Regions from separate parts of the Rattus norvegicus genome. Here region 1 is linked to region 2. The links are chromatin contacts, called in public Hi-C maps. All regions are on one chromosome and are shown on one strand. The core of a region is the stretch at or near the end of the contact, and the rest is flanking DNA. Distances in the headings are between cores, read along the strand shown. Region 1 overlaps Akap6 (A-kinase anchoring protein 6). Region 2 has its middle 81 kb from the start of Akap6.

Evidence for each region. Hi-C and Micro-C count contacts between places; a contact is called where the count stands out from the background.
Region 1: a Hi-C map of the A7r5 cell line shows a contact between it and region 2, with 8 times the contacts expected there. The contact joins two enhancer-like sites. A contact is called at or near these places in 5 of 12 Hi-C or Micro-C datasets (the A7r5 cell line, the Rat2 cell line, Schwann cells and 2 more).

What each region holds. Positions count from the first base shown.
Region 1 is chr6:76,056,612-76,063,272 of GRCr8, reverse strand. The region is part of intron 2 of Akap6 (A-kinase anchoring protein 6); the gene reads right to left. Among named protein-coding and RNA genes, the nearest start is that of Akap6, 140 kb to the right of the region's middle. Within about 2 kb of position 3,247, at least 35 of the 93 cell types and tissues checked have an H3K27ac peak or open chromatin away from gene starts, as enhancers often do. A contact at or near this core is called in the A7r5 cell line, where this site is marked.
Region 2 is chr6:75,835,227-75,841,939 of GRCr8, reverse strand. No RefSeq gene overlaps it. Among named protein-coding and RNA genes, the nearest start is that of Akap6, 81 kb to the left of the region's middle. Within about 2 kb of position 1,394, at least 28 of the 93 cell types and tissues checked have an H3K27ac peak or open chromatin away from gene starts, as enhancers often do. A contact at or near this core is called in the A7r5 cell line, where this site is marked.

The DNA.
Region 1 (6,661 bases), core at 1,998-4,497, 220 kb before region 2:
GCTACTTCTTGTGAGAAATGTGAGCGGACGCTGCTATTGGGTTGTGTATGCGTCTGCTCCCACCTGGGGATTTTTATCCGTTTCCTTTAACTCTGCAATTCAGAAAGACATTTAGCTTGGGGCCCAGTAATATAAGGATTTGAATCTTCATCCAAAAGAAGTAAAATACAGTGGGATAACAGCGGATTGTGGGAAATACGGCTAACTTTCAGCCTTTGCATTGCCATACAGATCAATACATCTTCAGCCACACAGGGAAGTTACTTAACATTGTCTAGCCTTCACTTAGCTGTTTGCTCTTGTCTAAGTGATGTGGCTTTAGGGCACCTGAATAAAGGGCCCTGTGCATTTCTCTCCTGCCTCTCAACCCCTAGGAAATGCTTCTAGATATCCACTCTCCTCCCCAGGAGATAATCTTCTGTAGATAATCCCTCAAAAGGCTGACTGCTATGGGAACAGTAAACATATGAGGTCAGAGTTTTCATCAGTTCTTTTTTTCAACATAAATCCAAAAAATGTATGCAAATACATCATAGAAGTGTACCAAAAAAATGATATACTAAATACTTGCTTCTGTTTAAATGCAGAAAAAGTAAAGGTATTAATTGATTATTTATAAAGTATAAATAAGCGTTGTTCATTAATTGTGAACGTAATTGTTTGCAGCACCTACCTCCCAGCTCATAATCATCTATAATGCTAGTTCCAGGGGATCAAGCATCTTCTAGTCTCTGGTGGCAGCCAGAGCATACACAGTGCACAATCATACATGCAGGTGAGACACTTCTAAAAGGAACTAAATAAAAATGACTCGTGGGTAAAAGTGTTTACAGCACAAGATAAAGATTAAACTTTAGATTCCCAGAACCCATGTAAAAAGGTCGTATGTGCCTATAGCCCAGCACTGGGGGCTGAGGACGTGGTAACAGAAGGACTTCTGGGGCTTGGTGGTCAGCTCTGACAGTGAGGACCCCTGTGTGAAAACCTCTTGACTTCCACACACGGGTACACATCCACATTGTGTACAGATTTCCAAACTTATACAAAGCATGCACACGAGTGCACATGTGCATGCACGCACGCACACACACACACACACACACACACACACACACACACACACACACCAAATTTTATTTTTAAAAGAAAGCTGGGGTGAAAAGCTAGCTGAAAATGCCTCGTGCCTGCAGACTGCACAGCTGGCTGAAACAGAAGGAGTAATGGAAGCATAGTACAACCGTCCACAGACAGGCAGAAGTCAGTTTTGCTTGATCCTGCACTGGACAGAGGCTACAAAATGCTACGTTTGCTCCTCACTGAACTGTAAATACAGTCGTCACCGGTCCTTCAGAAGGTCCTGCCCAAATGCCTCCTTCAAAATAAGAACTACCAACAAAAATGTTCACTAAACATGATCCACAAGGAGATGCCCGAATCAAGTGTAGTCAACACGAAGGCTGAACAAACATTAATAAGAAGGCAGGTTCCAGGGACAGCTGGAAGGTCCGTTGCATTAACAACCTTAGCCCCATAGGAGAAAATTTCCTCAGTTCTTCCGATTGTTGCGTGAGTTTGAACTCGGAAGGTGGAGCTAGCAGGAGGTGTGGCCCAGGCACGTGCCGTAGGGCAAACCCAGGGAAGTTGTACTCTATCACAAATTCACAAGTTCATAGGCAGAGTAAAAAGTACCAGACTGTAACGTCCATCCCTTTGTTATACACTCAATGGCTGTCACTTCGTGTCTTCATCTCCAGACAGAAAAGTTAAAAACACATACTTCCTGTGCCTCAAAAAATATATATGTAATTAAAATTGAATGTCACTGGACTCTGAAAAATTAACTCTTTTCCAAATGAATAAAAAGGTTAAAGTTTCCACCTGCTTTTCCAAAATTGGCATATTTCTCATTTTTCATAGCAAAAAGCATAGAAATTTAACCCAGATTCAGAAATAGAACCATTTTGAAATATGAGGGAAGTAGAATGTCAAAAGGAATTTTTAAAGTAAATGCAAGATCCCACGAGCTGGAAGTAATCTACACAGGGGCCTTACACCCTGGCACTCTGGAGGACGCACTGTGCTCTGCGAGGTGCTGGCCGCTTCTTTTGTTTGCGTACCAGAAGGTAGTCACCCTAGCACTTAGTTTGGTTGCAAAACAATCTATCATTCTGGTTACCTTAAAGCCTTGAAGCCAGTGGTTCTTAATCCTTGGGTTTCCCTTACACAAGGGTCACATATCAGATACCCTGCATATCAGATATTTTCATTACAATTCACATTAGCAAAATTATAAAGTAGCAACAAAATAATTTTATGGTCGGGGGGGTCACCACAGCATGGGGAACTGTATTAAAGGGTCATAGCACTGGGAAGGTTGAGAACTACTGCTGAGACCTTCTCTTCTCCCAGAATCCCAATGGTAGTGTTCATAATCCTACAGTGTTTTCATATCAGACAACTTGTTTGTCTGTGCAGCTTCTCTATGCTCTGTGTAACAACCAATTGAGAGATTGGTAACAACCAAAAGAGATTTAGTTTTTGTAAGTAATTTTTTTTTTTACTTCACCTCATTGAAGTTGGGTCACAGAATCAAATGCCAAACCTCTTCACATGGGAGGAATTAAACACTCAGCGCTGTTGGAAAAGCTAGGAGTGCTCTGCTGTGTGCATTAGATGTGTGACCCAGCCGTGTAAGAGCGTGCCAAGGAAGTCTAACCACTAACCGAGACCAGGAAAGCAGGGCGCGCTGCCCACTGTGCCAGCATGAAAGCCATGTGTGTAGTAGGGGTAGTAGGTGAACCAGCTATCCCGAGAACAAGACCAGGCAGTTACCTGTCATGCAAAACACTGGATTTTCCAGTCCTCGTGACTGTACCTCACACTCTCTTCTAAAGCATCCTGCCCAGGCACGTTCACTAAACAGCTGGATGAATCTACAGGAGTGCGGAGAGCAAGGGGAACCACCCTGCCCGGCCTTCCCATCCCTCTCCTTCTTTCTCCCTTGCTGCTTTGGAATTTTGATTCAATTATGACAGCTTGGCTCATTCCAGGAACAAACACTATATTTCCTGGCTTTTCTACTTTGAAAAACAGATGGCCTCTTCACTGGGCCCAGGGGAGAGGAAAAACAACTTGTTGTCAAGAATTGCCTTTGGCTTCTTCTTTCCAGTTTCTAGTTTCCCAACATGCAATTCCTTGGTGCACTGGTGTGCATGCAGGCTGGAGACAGTGCGAGCATCCAGGAAGCAGATCTCTAGAGCCTTATTGTCTCTGATCCATTCTTGCCACCCAATCCTCATCCCTGGTCCCTGTACCCAGTGCCTTCAAAAGTCAGAACAAAATAATCCTAACCTGTTTTTTATGTTACTCTGAAATCACTGTTTCAAAACTTGATGTAAATAAAGCTATGAGTCAACCTCAGAGAAAATTAATGCAGAATAAACTATTTTCTATAAGCCGTTCCAAAACCCCAGAGGGGTTTCACATTGGAGCAAAAATATACATGTTTAAAGGAGCTTCTTGGCCCAACTTTAATCACTCTGGGTCAGACCGAGTCCAGTTTGAACTGGATTTTCCTTTGTAATCTCTGTGGCATTCCAGACATTTCTACGCATTAGGATTACATCATTTTCCCCCTCTCTCCCCCTGCAACACAAACAGCCATTATATCCCATTTTCATGGCCTTCAAGTTCCTAGTATCAAATTACCCAGCTGGTAATTTCTATCTCCCCCGGTTGCTAGGAGATGGCAATGGTCCAGACCGGACCAATATTCCTGAACGCTGAATCCCAAGTTGCCATAGGAGTGAGCTAAACTCAGCCAAAGCACAAAGGAGTCCAACATTTGGCAGCCAGGCTGTGTGTCTTTCACAGCTGCAGGAGACAGTTGGTCCAGAGAACCTTGCTGCCATCTCCCTGCCAAGGCACTGCCACGTTCTCATGCATTCCACACAATGGCTCTCAGCAAAGAGCTTCCATTTGCATTACAGAGATCAGTCTGCTGTCACAGGGGCTCCTCTGAATGAAGTTCCCTGGTTCCACACTAAAGACCCTTTTTTTCCCTCCATACAAGCCCCCTTTAATAGCAACAGTAACAGTGCAAGCACTTGTAGGAAATGCTAGTGCATTTATCCTCCTTGCGACCTGCTTGTCTGCTCAGACACTTATTCCCCCAGCTGCTGCTCTGGGCTCTCAGATGAGCCCTCCCTAGGGATTGTCCCACCATGGCCACATATTCCCTGGGAGTTTTCCACACCCATTGGCTGCTCTCTGGAGTGGATCCAAACCTGGAGGGATACACGTCATGGCTCCTGATTAAGAGCCCATGTTTCTACTGCAGATGCTCTAGGATAATTTGGCTCCTCTGTCAGCTTAATCTGGTTTCTGGACCCTCAAAGAAATTTTCTTATCCCCAACAAACCCTCAGAATGCAGAAGTCAGAACCCCAGGCCCAGAATGAACTGCCTAGGGACCTGTGACAAATGTCAAATCCCAAACGTCACATTTCTTGTAAGAACAGAGACTACTAAGTTTTATACACTGAAGGATTATTTTTCAAGTTAGAGCTCATAGTTTGTTAGCCTAGATCGTAACCTCCTGCAAGATCTGTGCTTCCAAATAGAGCCCTGTTACAGCATGTCCAGTGTTTTAACTTTAACTTTTAACTTTAGTCAGTCCAGTCAGGTAGCAATGTCAGTAGGATTCTATAAAATGGAGAGGAAAGAGGGAGATAATGAAATAAACCATGAAGACGCTTTACACCTCGGACAGAGGTGCCTGTGTCAATTAACACTAATTATTCAATCAAGACATTCGCCCTATCGGGAGTACAGACTCCATTCACCCCAATTAAGCCAGTGGATGTGGAAAGGATTTACAGGAAAAGCAGAGGAAGGTAGGATATATTCAGAGGACAAGAGACACCAGGATGTGAATCTGTCCTAGCTTATAGCTATGACCTTGGAACTCTCTGTTGACGTGTAAGACAATTCAAGAAAGGTTCCGCATGACAGTCTGAAGTTTGGGAAGTCTGAGGTCTGCTGCGGCGTGTGGTACCATAGAACATCACCAGCAGATTGCAGGGCCAGTCACGGGTCAGATAGCTTCTGCCTTCTTCAAGCCCTGGGATAATCAGGACCACAGAGATAATAGGATTAGCCTCACTTGTGGAAATATGTGCTAAGTGCAGTGGTAATTTTCATGACTATGGGACAATCCATTTATTACTTTTAATTTTTGGAAATTTTTAAAAGAATCAACAATATATTCGAGTTCTAAATAGAAGTGTTTAATAGCTGTTAGCTCGGATTTTAGGAAAGGGGAGAATTTTGTAATATGTAAGGACCTAGCTTATCATAATTGTGCACTTAAAACACTTTCCAAACTAGCCTCAGACTGTAAAGAGATTGCCCTGCACTTTGAAGACGTTCTATTATCTGAAATGGTTAGGTAACTGTCTTGGGGAATTTGAGTGGATTAGATTATGAACCAATTGAACATTAGCCAAAAAGAATCAAATGACTGTAAAAAACTCTGATTTCCATAGTAAACTTGCTAGGTTTAAAAGTGAATGTGGGAGAGAGAAAGAGAAAGAGAGAGAGAGAGAGAGAGAGAGAGAGAGAGAGAGAGAGAGAGAGAGATCCAAGGAAATCCATGATTTAAACTCTTTTGTTGTAAATGTTCCTTTGAGCTTCAACTGTGAGGATTTAAGACTCACCTCCTACTGTAGGTTCAAACCATGATTCTGTCACAGCAGATATAAATATTTTTGGTAGTGAATGTATGCCCCAAATTCACAGTCAGCTATTTCTCTCAGCTTCTGGTTCTGCAGAGATGAAGATGACAGATCAGACAGGGAAGGAAGATGCTGTCTTTGTTCAGCTGCTGTGTGAGTCTCGGCAACCATGGTGCAGTGAGATAAGCCACGAGCCAGACAGAAAAGTTATGTAACTGTCTTCAAGAATAAGATATTGTAAATCTGAAATTGTAACGAAAGTCTTTAATCTTGGTTGACTGCTGTCTAATGGGCATGAGGGGAAGACATTTCTAAAACAGCTTCCCTCAGTTTTTAGGTGCATCTGAAACCCTGGGATATTGTAAGTGAGAGGTGTGGTTTGGAAGGCAGGGCGGGGCGCAGACGTTCTGTAACCCAAGGGGCTGCCTGTGCTTCCAGTACAGGGACAACACTTAGGGTAGCAAAGCTCTGAATGTCAGGGCCCCGCCAATGTTCTGTGGCTTTTTCTAGCAGCAAAGAATCTGTTGGAAGTTTCAGAAAGGGAGCAATATTATGTAAGGCAATCCCTGAACCTAATAGGACATTTGTACTATGGTCTATGTTATAATATATAGCAAATGCTATAATATTTGGGAGAATTAATGTTTTTCCATTTAAAGATGTTTATTGTAATGTCAATTAAAGTTAAAATAAAGTAGTAAATCCCAGCATCTATGGGCTAATTTATTGGGAAATAAAGTTAGTCTCAAGATAAAATATGTCGCTTATGCATATGGAAACATACGCTGATTCTTCTATTTAGGTGATTGAATGCATAATCCCTCGCCATGGGAATTAATATAAGGTGGTGTGAGTTGGAAGCAGCACTGGCTGGCAGGTAGAGGTAGTGATCGGCTTAGATGCTCTTAGCAGCAGGATTCTCTTGGC
Region 2 (6,713 bases), core at 145-2,644:
AAAGCCAGCAGGGCTAAAGGTGTGATTAGCAGGCACATGTCTCTGAATTCAACCACCAAGGTGAAAAACATTTTTTGTAAATGGTTCACGTGTTGGGAAGGATGCTGCAAATTCTAAAACACATTCCACCCCACAATCCTATCTACATGACACTTTGGCTTTCACAGAGAAGCAACAATGGCAGAAATAAGCACAACACAGGGAAAGCCTGGGTGATAAACTGCAAAGGCCCTGTCAATACCCTCTACCCCTTAGACAACCCAGCAGGTAGCTTCTGCATTTAAAAACAGCACTAGCCCCAGTGAAAGCTTTGACTGGTCATCTGTCGCCTGTGTTTGTGAAGGTGTAATTTTAGTCTTTTCCAAGAACAAATCAGTCCATGGATTTGGCATTGCCTCTTTTTAAGGAGAAAAGTTGTGCGGTTGTCAGTTACATGAAAGAAAAACCGTGATTCAGTGTCTCTGTACTGGAATTCATATTTCAAGGCGAAAAGCCATTTCCTAAAACATATTCTAGCTGGATATTTCAGGTATAACACAAGTCAGATGGCTTGCTTTCTAGGACTAAGCATTTCAGTCTGCAGTACCCTGCCCTGAACAAGAAAGCTAATAGAAAATCACCCCATACAACAACAACATCAAAAATCCCACACCTCATAGTTCTTAAAGAAGCCACTGCAACTTAGGAATCGGCTACAACTGTGAGCTTTGTGAGTTGTTGTGAAAAACAATTTGAACTAGAAAAGTAAAACTAACTGGGCTTCTCTGAAACATAAAACAATCATATACACAGCGCCACTCTCAGATCTAAGCAGCTGCGAGTGAGAAAATGAACCCGGGAATGAAGGTCCTAGCATTAAGTATTAAGCAGCCTGAATTTGATTTTTTAGAGTCACACTTCCTCTTCATGTTCCCCTCTCTGCTTTTCAGTTTCAGTCTGGTCTTATCCTCCTCCCCAAATAACAGTGTCCCCAAGATGTCCTGGCTCTGTCCCTTCTCGAATGGTATCCACCTCGAGAGACCGAATGTTTTTTATTGCTGGAAAGAACCTGGCAGGAATCAATGCAGCTGCTTCTATGGGGAATGAAACCTGACCTGAGAAAGAGAGTCCTTAAAGTCACAGCTCAGCACCCCTGGGGTCAGGATTTACCCCATCATCACCATCCTGTCACCTCAAGGTTTGTCATTGTCACCAGTCAAAAGTACCTGGCTTCATCACGCCTTCTTTAGAAAACAGCCCTCTGGTGGACTTTTTACACTTTTTCAGAAGAGACAGACAGGGCAAGCAGGAGACAACATCTTGAACTGTGGGTACTTTCCATTTGAGGAATCCCGCTCTGCCTGTATGTGACTCATGCTTGAAACATGCAAACGCCAAGGTCTACGCTGTGGGCTGTGGCGAGCTGATCCTTGGCAACCGAACAAACTGTGAGCTCTGTGAAGTGGGGTCTGTTGTACTCACACCCATACTCCCTGATTCGTGTCTCCATTGCCACCTTCACCACCACCTCCTTCTTAGTTCCCTGTCTTGCTTGGGTCTAGTCCTTTTAATCAAAACTCTAGAATTAGTAAATATCTATCATCCATGTACACTTTGACAGCCTTTAGGTTATTGTTTGACATCTCTAGAATTTCAATTGAACCACCTTAGGGGGAAAAGACTTTTGCCCCCACAGTAGGCCTCCAATCTGAATGATCAGCTGCAAGACCTTCGTGAGCAAAGCCCTAACCACTCCCCCTGTGCACAGCCAAGTTTTTCGGTCTTTGGGAGAATAGCAAATTGCTCATGAGAACAGCTCTCTCCTCCAGTGGCCTACTGATTCCCTCCTACTCTTTGCCTCTTCTTAGGATATGCATTCTCTTCTAAAGTAATCTAAAACCTAACATCCTGCTGTCTTCTCCTTCCCCAGCTGTAGAGACCTAGAAAACACCACGATGTTGCTCATTTAGATCTGCCTGTGTTGCTCAATGAACACCAAGATGCCTGTTTGCCACGTCCTGCTCCAGCTCACCTCATTAGCTAGAGTCCTGTTTTCACCCTGTAACACACTAGGGGTTGCTGTTGCAATGTCCATGCTCAAGGAGCTTAGATGAGAAGTGACGGAGGCTTCGGAGTCCTGGGAAACATTCTAGCTAGGCCTCTGTCTTCACAAGATCTGTGCAGCACATAATTCCTGGACAAACCTCTCAAACAGTACAACTTAAGAGGGTAGCTGGACATCACCAAGCTGAGTGTTTGAGTGTAAGGCTCACTGGCACAACCACTTACCTTGATAACTGCTGGATGTGCCCACTAATCCTTACTTGCCACCACAAAGTTCTGCTTAGACAACCAAGAGGTAAATACTATCAGGCAGAATTACGCATACCAACTGTACCACAACAGCTGGGAAATACTTGAGTTTGTTCCTGCATTTCACAATCATCTTTCTTGGTATGTGATAGCTAAGACTTTGGGAAGTAATTCTTTATATACAAATAACTACCATCAACCTCTGTCAGCCCCCAGTTTAGCTGCAGCAAAATGCTCACAGATGGCCAGTCCCTGGCTTCAGTCAACTGTGCATCAATCCTGGGCAAATATGGGAGGAAATGGTATACCCTATATCGAAGGTCTTTTCAAATTTCTAGGCAAGTTGTCATGACAAAGGAAGCATTTTGATAAATTGTGGATTTTTATTTATTTATTTATTTTATTTATATGACACTGTAGCTGTTTTCAGACACACTAGAAGAGGGCATCGGATCCCATTACAGATGGTTGTGAGCCATCATGTGGTTGCTGGGAATTGAACTCGGGACTTCTGGAAGAGCAGTCAGTGCTCTTAACCGATGAGCCATCTCTCCAGCCCCAGATTGTGGATTTTTTTAAGGTTTAAAAAAAAATGAGAGAGAGACAGAGAGAGAGAGAGAGGGAGAGAGAGAGAGAGAGAGAGAGAGAGAGAGAGAGAGTGTTGGGGGGAGGTCTGATAACAATTTGTAGAGACCAGTTTCTTCCCCCATGGTTTTAGGTATGGAGCTCAGGTGGTGTGTTGTTTTTGTTTGTGGAGGAGTTGTACAAAAAATTTTAAAATTCATTAATGAAAAAATATCCACCAACTTACCTCCAAGTATGAACAATTAACATTTCCACACAGAGAATGAATCTTTATAACTTTAATTTTCTTCAAAACTTATTTTTAATGATGGTTCTTAAATGTTTTATAATCTCCCTTTTAGCCCACCACCCCACCAGAGGGAGTGGGAAAGAAAGGCTATGAGGGAAGTGGTCTTGCTTAGAAAGGTTCTTTGGTGCAACTCCCAACTGTGTTGTATGGACATCAGCAGTTCAGTTCACAGGTTAGCGGGCAGCAGCAGCTCTATCCACTTACAAACACGTCATGGATACACCAGCAGTCAAATTCAGTAGAGTCGAGTTAGCAACAGCAGTGACACAACCCAGAAGAGACAGCCACGCATCAGACTTGGCTTGAGTCAGCAGAAGGGACCAGAGAGGAATGCCTGGAAAAGAGCTCGGCTGCGCCTCTCTCAGTGAAGAAGAGAAGATCAGTGAAGATGCTAGACCAACAAGCATTGCAAGGCTAGATCTATAAGCAAGCCAAGCTCAGCCCACACCAGTGTCCATCAGCTCCTATTTATACCCTCCAAACATCACCTATCCTCCACAGGTCTTGCCTCCGCACATTCGTCTGTCTCAGTTGACATTACTCAGCCAATCAGCCCAAGTCTGTAGAAATGACAAGAAACTGCAGCATATCACCAGAAGGTTTTTGGTGGATTTCTATCTATGGAGTCCCAACAAACACAGCTCAACTACACAATGTAAAGTGAACCAATACACAAGTGTTGTTAGTAAAGAATTCATCACGTGTCCTTTCACGTGCTTGCTTTAGCAGAACATCCTTTCTCCTGTGTCTGCTTCAGCCAAACGCTCCTTCACGAGTTTGCCTTAGTATTTCATCTGTGTCCACTTCAGCTAAATGTTCCTTCACACATTTGCCCCAGCAAAACAGCATCCGACCAACCTTCCAAAGAACCCTTAAGTTTCCACTTCAGATGTGCCCCAAGAGAAATAAATATGGTATTAATCCAAGATGAAACAATATATCCCATGACTACTGCCCCTCTAGAGCTGTCGCCACCCTTTGTGATATGATATGATTGCTTCTCACAAATGCCAAGCCCCAAATTTGAAGAATCTCAAAGTGACTCAAGAACTCTGATGCAGATGCCATTCCAGGGACAGTCTTCCATGGAATGGTTTCCTTTCTGCCCTGACCTCAGCCCCAAGGACAGAACTCCAGCCATGGTTACATCCTACTTTCTGATAAAATAGAAGGATTTTTGCAAGTACTGAGTTGGCATTTCCACAGAGCTTTACTACAGACAAGGATGAATAGGCCACGTTTATAAAAGCATGCAGAGAAATTTAAGCAAGTAGTTCTCAGTATAATTTCTTCTTTCACATATTCCAGAGATGTACTTTCATCGGTTACTAAGGCTGAGGTTATATAACTGAAACACAGGACAAAAGAGGGTGGGAGCTGTGCCGGGGCATGTACTTAGGAAAGCTGTTGTGCTGGCTAGTTTTATAAAACTTAACACAAGCTAGAGTCATCTAAGAAGGCAAGAGCCTCAGTTGAGAAAAGACCTTTGTAATATAAGGCTGTAAGCAAGCCTAAAGGACTTTTCCTTAATTACTGATTAATGGGGAATGTCCCAGAACATCATAGGTGATATCACCCCTGGGTCTATAGTCCTGGGTTCTATAAGAAAGCAGGCTGAGCGAGCCATGAAGAGAAAGCCATGCCCCCATGGCCTCTGTATCAACCCCTGCCTCCAGATTCCTACCCTGCTTGAGTTCCTGTTTTGACTTTCTTTGATGGTGGGCTGTGATATGGAAGCACAAGCTAAATAAGCCCTTGTCTCCCCGAGTCTCTTTGGTCATGATGTTTCATCACAGAAATAGTAACCCTAAGACAGCTGTACTACAAAAAAAAAATCAACTCTGACTAGCCCTCTGAGTATTCTGCGCAACATCTGGGAAAATCACTACAGTTAACACAATCACACAGCAGAGAGCACACAGACAGTAAGACCATGCATTCCTGCTCTAAGTCCTGATAAAAGGCCAATGAGCATTTTAGCCCTAGAACCCTAAAGCTCTACTCCTTTAAGCAGGAATGCAGAGGCAATGCCTGGTTATAGTTATTCCTGCCTGGAAACCTTCATGTGCAAATGCTGACCGAAAAGTAACAGCAGGAAGCAAATTTCACTTTAATGTTATAGATTTATCTTTTAAATTCTCTGATACTAATTCTTGTAATTTCCTAATTAAAACAGCAAAGAGGCTTATTTCTTCAGTAAATTCATCAGGAATTCTGTGTTTTGCCCCTCAAAGTCTCCTGAAAAGATTAAATTCCATAGCACTACCACCAAATAATGAATTGTTACTTTTAACTGATTTGAGAGTGAAATCTGGGCATCTTTAAAAGTTCCTCCAGCATATAACCAGGATGGGTACATCTAGGTCAGTCAGCAGAACAATATTCATTTATATATGTATGTATGCATTCATACATGCATTATGAATGAATTTATGTATTCTAAGGCAAGCTGGCATATATCTCAGACTGGCCTTGAACCCGGTAAGTAGTTAAAATTGCATCTGTTTTCCTCCTGGAGTGCTAAGATTACAAATGTGCACCACCACCCCTAATTTATTTTATGCTGCTGATTAAACCCCAGGCTTCTTGTGCTGGGTGAGCACTGTACCGAGAGCTGTATGACAAGCCTCAAGCATTGTGTGTGTGTGTGTGTGTGTGTGTGTGTGTGTGTGTGTGTGTGTGTGTGTGTACCCAGGGCCTCATACACATTATGCAAGCACTCTATCTACCATTGAGCTATGACCTCAGCCTGGATGTAGTTGAGGATGACTCCCAATCCAGGATTCCTTCACCTCTGGGATTACAGGAGTTTACCACCAATTCTGGCTCCTAAACACTTTCTTTAAACTTTGTATACATGATTTTTTTCTGCAAAATGACATTAATCTTTCTCCTACAGATATAGAGTGTAGATAAGGCCAGAACCATAAAAAATTGGGGGTGATGAAGAAAGGAAGTTGTAACTGATATATTCGCATTGAAGCCAGCTGTTACCACTGCAGATAGAGAGCCCACAAGATTTTGATGAGCTCCTGAGGTTGTATAAGCAAACATGCAATAAATCTGTAATTCTGAGGCATAATCATGTGTTGACAGCTGATTGAATTGCCCAACTTAATGTTACCTTCAAACAAACAAGAAAGTAATTAAGACACAAAGAGAAAATGGGTAATGAGAAACTTGGTCCATGCCGTCTAAACGAAGACCCAGCGTGTGGCAGAAGACAGGCTCAGGGCTCCAGTTTTACTATGGAAACAAAGCAAAGTCACCTTGGGAAGACGCCATTAGTGCCAAGGCTGCCTTCTCTGTCTTCTCTTCCTCTGTTACTTGTAAGACTGACAGACTCAGTGGAGGTCCTGACTGAGACCACCCATTCAAATATCTCTACCTATTAGAGTAGAAAGTAGTCGGCCCCTCACTGCAGACAGAGAAGAGGGGGATTACTCCACAGATCCAAAACACCATTCAGGGCCAAATCAGATTTCAGAGTAAGAACCAACAGTCTGAACACAGAAACCAGGTCTCTATGAACTTCAGTACGTTTTCT